Linked DNA regions of Cricetulus griseus: region 1 is linked to region 2. A link is a contact called in public Hi-C data. All regions are on one chromosome and are shown on one strand. Each heading gives the region's core, a stretch centred on a gene start, on an enhancer-like site or on the middle of the called end of the contact. The rest is flanking DNA. Distances are from core to core; before and after follow the strand shown.

Evidence for each region. A called contact is a pair of places that touch in the nucleus more often than the background predicts.
Region 1: a contact with region 2 is called in a Hi-C map of the CHO-K1 cell line, with 4 times the contacts expected there. The contact joins two enhancer-like sites. A contact is called at or near these places in 2 of 8 Hi-C or Micro-C datasets (both in the CHO-K1 cell line).

Annotation. Positions count from the first base shown.
Region 1 is chr10:25,887,136-25,891,401 of CriGri-PICRH-1.0, reverse strand. No RefSeq gene overlaps it. Among named protein-coding and RNA genes, the nearest start is that of Myc, 63 kb to the left of the region's middle. Within about 2 kb of position 2,776, at least 2 of the 6 cell types and tissues checked have open chromatin away from gene starts, as enhancers often do. A contact at or near this core is called in the CHO-K1 cell line, where this site is marked.
Region 2 is chr10:25,611,684-25,616,172 of CriGri-PICRH-1.0, reverse strand. It overlaps LOC113837465 (a long non-coding RNA gene), which reads left to right. Exons shown (of 20, transcript XR_003488041.2): 13 at 1,595-4,489. Among named protein-coding and RNA genes, the nearest start is that of Myc, 340 kb to the left of the region's middle. Within about 2 kb of position 2,097, at least 3 of the 6 cell types and tissues checked have open chromatin away from gene starts, as enhancers often do. A contact at or near this core is called in the CHO-K1 cell line, where this site is marked.

The sequences.
Region 1 (4,266 bases), core at 1,527-4,026, 270 kb before region 2:
CGGTAGGGGCGTGGATGGTTGGATTTTACTTTTCTGGCACCGGTCCTGTAAGGAACAATGCGTAGTCATAGTAACTAATAGTAACAAGGACTGTAATGTGGCAGTGACTTTCAGTTTCTTTAGTGTGCTAGGCTCATCATCCTTTTTATTTGTGTCATCCACAACTTTGCAGAGTACTTAAGAGAGAGTGTCCAGCCATCATCGAGCTCTTTTTATCTTATTTCATCTTACATACTAACTCCAGCTCTCCTCCGCTAACCACTCCCACCCCTCACCTGTATCCATTCATGGAGTTCTTTTTAAGGTTGTGTATGGTTTTGCCTAGGCTGGCCTTGAACTAGCATTCTAATGGTCCCAACCTCCTATATATTGGAATCATATGTGTATCTCACCACATTCAGGCTGGCTTTAAATGCTTTTAGGTATATTACTGCATTTTAACTTCCAAGCAATCCCGAAAGATAGGGTTATTACTATCACCAGGTTTTAGAATAGGAGCCCAGCTGGGGGCTAAAGGCATCACCCCAGGTAGCTGGGCAGCAGCAAAGCTGATGGAATTTAGGTCAGGGCGGTTTGGCCACTTCCAGAAGTCAGAAGATGGTGAAGAACAAACTAAAAGACTGACTGCCCTTGGCCTTGAGCAGGAGGCTGCCTTGCCTGCACACTCAACTCCGGTCTGAGGAGAAGCAGTAGCTTTGGAGGCGATACCTTTGTTCAGCTGCCTGTCTTTGCTGCCACACACAGCAGGCCGAGATAAGACAAAGGTTCGGTGCGGCAAGAGTTCTGGGCTGTGGACTTGGAGGGGGTCCACTGGGTCTCCGCTAGGTGGGGAGAGATGGGAAGAGATGGTTAGCAAATAGCTCTCTCCAGGTACCCTGCCTGGCTTTGCAACCAAAAGCCGTTCAGCACTGTGTCCCATGGAATCGCTGTTGACTTCACAGCAGACGGAAGCTGGAGCTCCCTTGAAATCGCTAATGCTTCCTCCTCATCCTTGGTGCCCTGTGAGCACCAGCCTGTCTATCTGCTAGGGGGACTCAGGGCGGGACCTGCATCAGTACCAAGATGGCTATGGCCTTCCCTGCACCCTGTCATTAAGAGAAACAACACTGGCTTGTTGATGTGGTCTTGGAGCCCAGGAGTCCCTTTCTTGTAGCCTGCTCTCCCTCTCCTTTTCCCTCTCCCTCCCTTTCTCTCTTGTTTCTTTCCTTCCCCCGCTGTTCTGGGGATCCAGCCTACGGAATAATCAGGCATGCTAGCCAAATGTCTGGGTTACACTCTTAGCCCACGGCCATATTAAATCTTTTCCTTTTCTGTTTGTTTTGCTTTGTTTTGTTAGACAGTGTCTCTATGTAGCCTTGGCTGTCCTCGGTCTCTATGTAGACAGACCCATCTGGCGTCAAACTAACAAAAATCTACTTAGCTCTTCCTCCCAAGTGCTCTATTAAATGCATGGGCCACCGTCCCCAGCTACTGTTTTGCTTTGAGACAGGTTCTCCTGTTGGTTTTTAAATTCCCAGTCTTCTTTCCTCTTTCTCCAGAGTGCTGGGATAAAGTGTTTGTCACCATGCTCAACTCATTCTCTTTTCATCTTAGAATTCTATTACTTTGGTGCGCTGTTTATAGGTTGTTCTTGTTCTTTTTTGTCTTATTTTTATGTGTATGAGTGTTTTGCCCTCATGTATGTATGTATGTATGTATGTATGTATGTATGTGCAACACTTGTACCCGGTGCCTGCAGAGTTACAGACAGTTGTCATTTGCCATGTGGTTTCCGGGAATCGAACCCAGGCCCTCTGGAAGAGCAGACAATGCTCTTAACCGAGTTGTCTCTCTGCTGTCAGTTTATTTGAAGCCAGAGCTCCGAGCATGCCAGGCAAGTGAGCTGAATCAATGGATCGCCTCCTGTTTTGATTGGTGGGGAAGCTGTTTCATTGACCTGCCTCTCTTCTGTCATTGACCTTAAACTTCTTGTGAGCAGGCTCTCTGGTGTCTACACAGCCCTAGGCCTTTTGGAAATCAGGTTGAGCCTAACTGGTTTGCCTTCCAGGAGAAGGCTGCTGATACTGCCTTTTAGTTGTGAAACGATTTGGCAAGGTAGGAAGTGAGGCCTTGCCGATTGAAAAGGACCTTCCAAAAAGGCGGAAGCCAGGCAACTGCAAGAGGGAGGCAGCCTGGGTCATGTAAAGGAGTATAGGCCCCCGGTACCTTTCAGCAAGTGTGTCCTCAGTTTCCCTGTTTGTAAATTAGGGGAGATGAAGCACTGAGCAGCTATGAAGAGGACATGATAATCAGAGAGAGGCCTTAAAGGGCAGAGGACCTGGGGTCAGCAACCCCCCTTACCCTCAGCCTCCCAGTCAAAGCTAGCAAATGACATTCCTGTCACCAGGATGGAACTGGGTGACTTCCTGGGTCTCTGGGTGCATTTGAACGTGCAATCGGCCCATTCCGGGTCTGAATACAGATGGGGAGAGGCCAGTGACTTCACCAGTCCGCATCGGCTTTCCAGTTTCTGGCGGACATAAGATATGAGAGCCAGCCAGCTGCCCGGGTACTGGTGTGGAGATTGGAGGATGCAATCAGAGAGGCCTGACGACTGCCTTGCATACAGCCAAGGGAAGCTCTGCCACCATTCACTCAGCTACAAGACAGGGTGGTTATGCCCACGGAGGGATGGTGCCCGGTGCTCAGGGCAGAAATAAGCCCGTGAGTAGAAGCCATTGTGGTTGTTTATTATTCTTCAGGGCTGTTTGCCTGGTGATTCAGCCCTGCTGTTTGGTGCTCTTTCGAGCATGGATTGAGTGACTCATTCATTTACCGAGCACTTGCTGGGCGCCAGGCACTGGTCTAGAGGCTGGAGAACTAACAAGAGCAAACAGACAAAGGTGTCTACTACCATGCTGTGGCTTCCATTTTCATAAAAGCCACACAAGAGAACAGGGTAGAGGGAGAGAGGTAAGGGAGACATGATGCCAGTGTCACGTGGGCCTAGTACCTCTACTTACAGCTGCTGGGTGCTCGGCCTGTGTCCTGTCAGGCCTGGCACACAGTGGGTAGCATGTAAGTATGACTTGCTGTGTTTATCACTACTAACCGGCTTCTTTGGTGGCTGCCTCGTAAAATGTCCGTCTTCCTTTCTCCCAGTTCCTATGAGTTTCACTTTCCTTCCTAGTACTTGCCTGTTTGTCGGGCGGACAGCGTGCGTGTGTCCGTCTTTTCTACAGTAAACGGTTAAACCCTTAGAGGCTGAAGACTCACACTTACTCTTGGGTCCTTCATTCTCATTCTCACGGCAGGTCTGTTCCGTTCCAGCATGTTTCTGTGCTAGCCGAACTTACACTATAGCAAGAAGAGGCAGGGGAGGAATTACACGCATGATAATGACGTTTCTGGTATCTGTGAGCCTAGCCGAGGAACGTTTGCATCTGGAGGCCTAGAGTGGGCTGCAGAAGGATGCTGTCTTCAAAGAACAGTTCCTTTGAGAAGCTGATGCTGGGCTGTCATGCAGGCCGAGGAGCTTGGGTGCTGGTGTGGGGTTTGTGTTTTAGGCCTCAGGGAGGGGTCAGACAGTGGCCCAAGCCCAGGGTGGAGAGTGAGATTTGGGAGCTGCAAGAAGGGCCGGAGGAGAGCCAGGTGTCGGTAACAGAAACAGAAACCAGAGCCACGTGCTACAACGCCTTTCAGAAACTCTGCAAAACCTCTCCTTGTTTGTGTGTGTTGGGGTGGCTGAATGTAAGTGTGTTTGAGCACATATGTGTGCATGTAACGTGTGCAAGCTGGACATTGCTCATGTGCCATCACCGTTTTTGCTTGTTGGTTGCTTTTAAGGCAGGATCTCTCATTGCCTTGGAGTTCATTGAATAGGCTAGGCTGCCAACATGTCCTTTTTATATGGGTTCCTGGTTGTTATGATTGTAAGGCAAGAGCCTTATTGGCCCAACTTTCTCCCTAGTTGTCTTAGTTAGGATTTTATAGCTGTGAACAGACTCCATGATCTCCATGTATAGTTCAGGCTGTAAATCACTGTGTCACCCAGGGTGGCCTGGACCATGTAGGAACCCTCCTAACTCAACTTCCCAAGTGCTTGGGATTACACACATTGCCAGGGCTCCTAACTGAAAACTCTTGCCTTTTATCCGGTGAAAGAGGGAGCCACTGAAAGTGTTATTTTGGCAGCAGCGTGGTTCTGTCCAACTTAGCTTTTGTGATCAGCACGCTGGCTTTGGTGCTGAGAAGAAAGTGAGTGGAGGTTGGATGTGGAGCGTGAGG
Region 2 (4,489 bases), core at 848-3,347:
GTCAGAGAGCTTCCAGACGTTTCTCTAAATAGTAAGAACATCAAATAAAATGCAGAGAAGAAGCAATAAAAATAAAAATATAGCTATCATTGTAGGGTGTAGGTATGGTAGGGATTTATACATGCTTTACAAAATTTAAGTCACTCACCTGTCATAATAACCTGGCGAGGCAGTGCTATTATTATACCTACTCTGTCTCTAAGACAAGAGAAGCAAGCATAGGTGAAATGACTTTCCAAGGTACTTACTGATTGACATAGTAGGACTAGCGACAACTAATAGATATTGAACATTCACCAAGTGCCTGGCACATAGTGGGCCTACATGGGGAAGTATACTGGACTCGGCCAAGCACCTTTTATGAATTGCCTTAGTTCCCAAGGTAATCTTGCAATGTACATGCATTAGGTCTACTCTCTTGGACCTGAGGAAACTAAGGCTCAATACAATGACCTATTCAAAGTCAGATGTTAGAAACTAAGTTTCATTCTTGCCTTCTCTGAAGTCTGGGGCCTGGAATGTGTTCATGTGAGAAAGGGAGTGATGGGGTATGGGGGTGTGTTTCTGTGTATCTTGGTGGAGTGGGATTTGGGCAAAGTTCAGGCCTCGGGTGGGAACAAAGGACTATCTCCTGAGGTGAGGGGATAATGATTATGTACTTGTGAGCGGTGTGTGCATGTGTGCGCACATGTGTGTTTGTGAGTGGTGAGTGAGCATGCGTGCGTGTGTGTATGTGTGTGTGTGTGTGTGTGTGTACATGTGTGTGTTTGTGAGCTCTGTGTGTGTGCATGTGTGTGCTGCACATGTGTGTTTGTGAGCGGTGAGTGTGTATACGCATAGTGTGTGTGTGTGTGTGTGTGTACATGTGTGTGTTTGTGAGCTCTGTGTGTGTGTGCGCGCGTGCGTGCGTGTGCATGCATGTGTGTATGTGTGTGCTGCACATGTGTGTTTGTGAGCGGTGAGTGTGTATATGCATAGTGTGTGTGTGTGTGTGTGTGTGTGTGTGTGTGTGTGTGTGTGTGTGTAAGTAAAGCTCAGGCACCCCTCAGTTGAGGAAGCATCTCCAATGTCCATATTCTGAGCTCATCTCTGTGTCAGTTCCCTGGTGGGAGCAGGAGAGGTCCACACAGGGAAGCATTAACTTGCAGCCGAGCATAACCTTCCCAGTGCTCAGCAAGGTAACACTTCCAATCCGCTGTCCAAGAAGCCCCTAGAGTGCTATTAGTGTCTCTGCCTTACAAAGAACCAGAGGCCTGGAGATGTAAAAGGAAAAACTGTTAGATGGTCACTCAATGTTGAGATCAGAGTTCAGGCTAGAGAAATTTGGCCAGACCAGACCCCTCCATAGAAGTACGATGACTGGTTTAAGTTGGCACAGACGGAACAGGAGTGTGAAAACTGGTTCTCCGTGAAATCCACATGTCGTTGCATCCATCTCCTTTATCCTTCAAAACACAGGCAGATGGACGCCTCCTTCGAAAAGCTTCCCGGTTATCTCCAAATGCAGCACGATAGCTATCTCTCACTCCAAAGCTCTCTGCAAGCTCTGGGTACTCCGACGATACTCTTTCAATGATTTTCTCTTTCTTACCAGGCAGCGAAGACAAGGGCAACATCTTGTCACCGTGTCTCAGCATCTTGTTTGGTGTTCAGGAGCAGCAGGCGCCTCACGAGTGCTGGGTAAATGAAGTTAGATGATTTCATGAGTGAGCACACTATGTCAAAGAGACCTAGTGGGAGGAGAGGGACTTTATCAGGGTTAGAGAGGCAGAGAGGAGAGCAAGGACCTTCTTGATAGAGGCCAGAGCGAGAGCAAAGACAGGGAACCAGGAGGGCTTCTTACACAGAAGGTCTAGAAGGAGGCTTGGCTGTAGCATTGGCACCTTAGGGAGACATTTGTAGAAACGTTGGAGATGGAGGCAGAAAAGGACTGCACAGCCCCTTTGGGCCCTAGAGTTTTCTGATGGCCTGGACTGCTCTGCTCACATCTGTTCATCATGGCTTCCTCTTTGACCTGAAAGTCACCATGCTGATTCATCCATCAGTCACTGGCAGTCTGGATTCCCCTTTCCTGTGCTGTTCTAGAAGGCTTCAGCTGTCATTTGATGCTTATTAAGAAGGGTGAGTCAGGATGGTGGCTTGAGACACAGTTTCCACCCTGTGGTCCATGCTGCCTTCCTTTTCTCTCCTTGTTGAACTATTTTGAGCCTGCATACTGAAAAGGCTTTGTAGAGAGTAGGGAGAACTCAGGCTCTAAGGCACCAGGACTCCAGGGAAAGCTCAGCTCTGCAGTTTACAGATGATGTGACCTTGAACAAGTTTATCATAGGGTAGCAATATGTAGGGTTGTCATGAGGTTTGAGTAAGGTTAACACTAGGGCTGTGCACAGGATACGGGGGTGCACTTAGCATGTACAAAGCACTCAGAGTTCCTCTGAATAGAGGATCATATTCTAGATTTTCACTCTTCAGACATCTAATGTGTATTTCCAGAGGAACTCTGGGAACCATTTTCCCCTCCCTTTCTGGTTGACTGCTGTGGGTCATCCCTGGCCTGAGATTCTTTTCTGTAGCTCTCTGAGATGGAGGAAGGAAGAAGCCAGTAAACCAAAGTCAACAGCTCTGGAAAAGGGTAGCGGGTCTTAGGCACTTGGGCAGCTGTAGACTTGAGAAGGGCAGAGCCCATGACCAAACGGGTTTGTGCTTTGAGATCCTACTGCTGTGTCCTTGGCAGTCTTCAGAGGCTTCATCAACTCTTTGGTGACATGAGCAGGCACCAGAGCATGCTGCTGGATGCAGCTGGCAGGCGCGTTGCTTCCTGGCTTGGGTGGGCTCTTAAGCTCTGCTGGATGGCTCGTGGCTGCAGTAGCCTCCTCCCCTCCGCCCCGCCCCACCCCGCCCCTGACTATTGCAAGACAGGCTTCTCATCCCATTCCTCTCCAGAACTTGATCTCTTTAGAAGCAAAGAGGTTCTAGCACTTTCTGCCTGCACCTCCTTCCTGCCCTGAGCCTGAGAGGCACAGTCCATGCCCTCTTTTACCCATGACAGGAGGTGAAATCATCCTTTGTCATCCCCCAACTGTTCCAGGTCCTCTTTTAGCCTTGATATCACTCTTCTTCATAGTTAATGAGCATATAAATCCTGTCCTTCTCAGTCAGCATAAAGAACGGCTCCTAACCCCCCCCACCACCCATAGCTCAAATGGAAGCAGCTAGGAAACCGAGAGTCATAAAAACACACATTCCCAGCTACGCGACTCACCGGTTTTATATGAACAAATCACTTAACCTCTCTGAGACACAACTGCTCATATTTGAAAGGGCGGGGATCATGCTAATTGCCCTGTTCCCCCTTCCACCCCATTTACTGTGAGAATGAAATGAGATAATGTCTGTGGAAGTGCTCTGTAAACCCAAAGCTGTTATTATACCACGATGGCCTATTATTATTAAAAACTGGTTTCCCCAATTCCTCCAACTCTCCTTTCTCTCCATCTCCTGAATTGACTGGAGATTGAGGCTCGGTGGAAGTACGGCTTTGGGGTTGGAAACTAGTAAGAGTTCTGTTTTTGCTTACCCAGAAAACCTCGGTTCTCTGATTGAAACGAGTGGAAGTCCAAGGGAGATGTCATCTGACACCAGAAATGTTCTCAGTTTGGCAGTTGAGAATCCCGGTGGTGAGGCGGGGAACACACCACAGAACCCAGTAAGTCTTCCAAGGACATTGCTACATGACACACCCCATACATGCTGCTCTGGTCACTTTCTTTGATTCATTGTCATTTTCTCTGGAGGGGGGGATGGTGGTGGTCACCAACACCTTCCAGGAAAAAAATGACAATAAAGAAATGACAATAAAACCAGTTTCTTCATCCACATCACCCGCCATGTTAAGCATCCCGCCATGGTCCTCATTTCCGCCAAGGCTGATCAAGTGGAAGGGTTACTGTTGAGCCTTCTGGCCTTTCCCCCATGGCCTCTTCGCTTCTCCCTTCAGCAATTTTATGCTTATACAGTTTCTCTTTTCAAAGTCACCTTCTTTCTTCTCATATGGCTCAGCTTGATCACCAACCCAGATAAAGATGAGCTGAACTCGTTCACCAAAGTAAAGTACTCTTCACTGTGTTTTCTATAGGAACTCGCTTTCCCCTTCAGAAGGCACCCTGCCCTTGGTGACTCTCAGGCCTCAGGATCTATCTTCTCCCAGCCTCACCCATCCCTGGCCTCACCTTTCTACTCTGTCCCTTACTCCTTAAAGTCACAGCATCCAGCCCAGGGTGCAGCAACGAAACCAGGCAGAGTGAATGAGCTAATAACAGTCAGCACTTGGTCCCTGTAAGCAGAGACTCTCAGGGTTGTTAATGAACAAACACAGATGGGTAGCATGAACACAGCACACTGCTCTTAAATCTTCTCTTAGATCTTTACACGTGCCAATCAGTTCAAGTCGTTTAGGATTTAGGGAGCGTTTCCTCTGTGCTGATCGTCT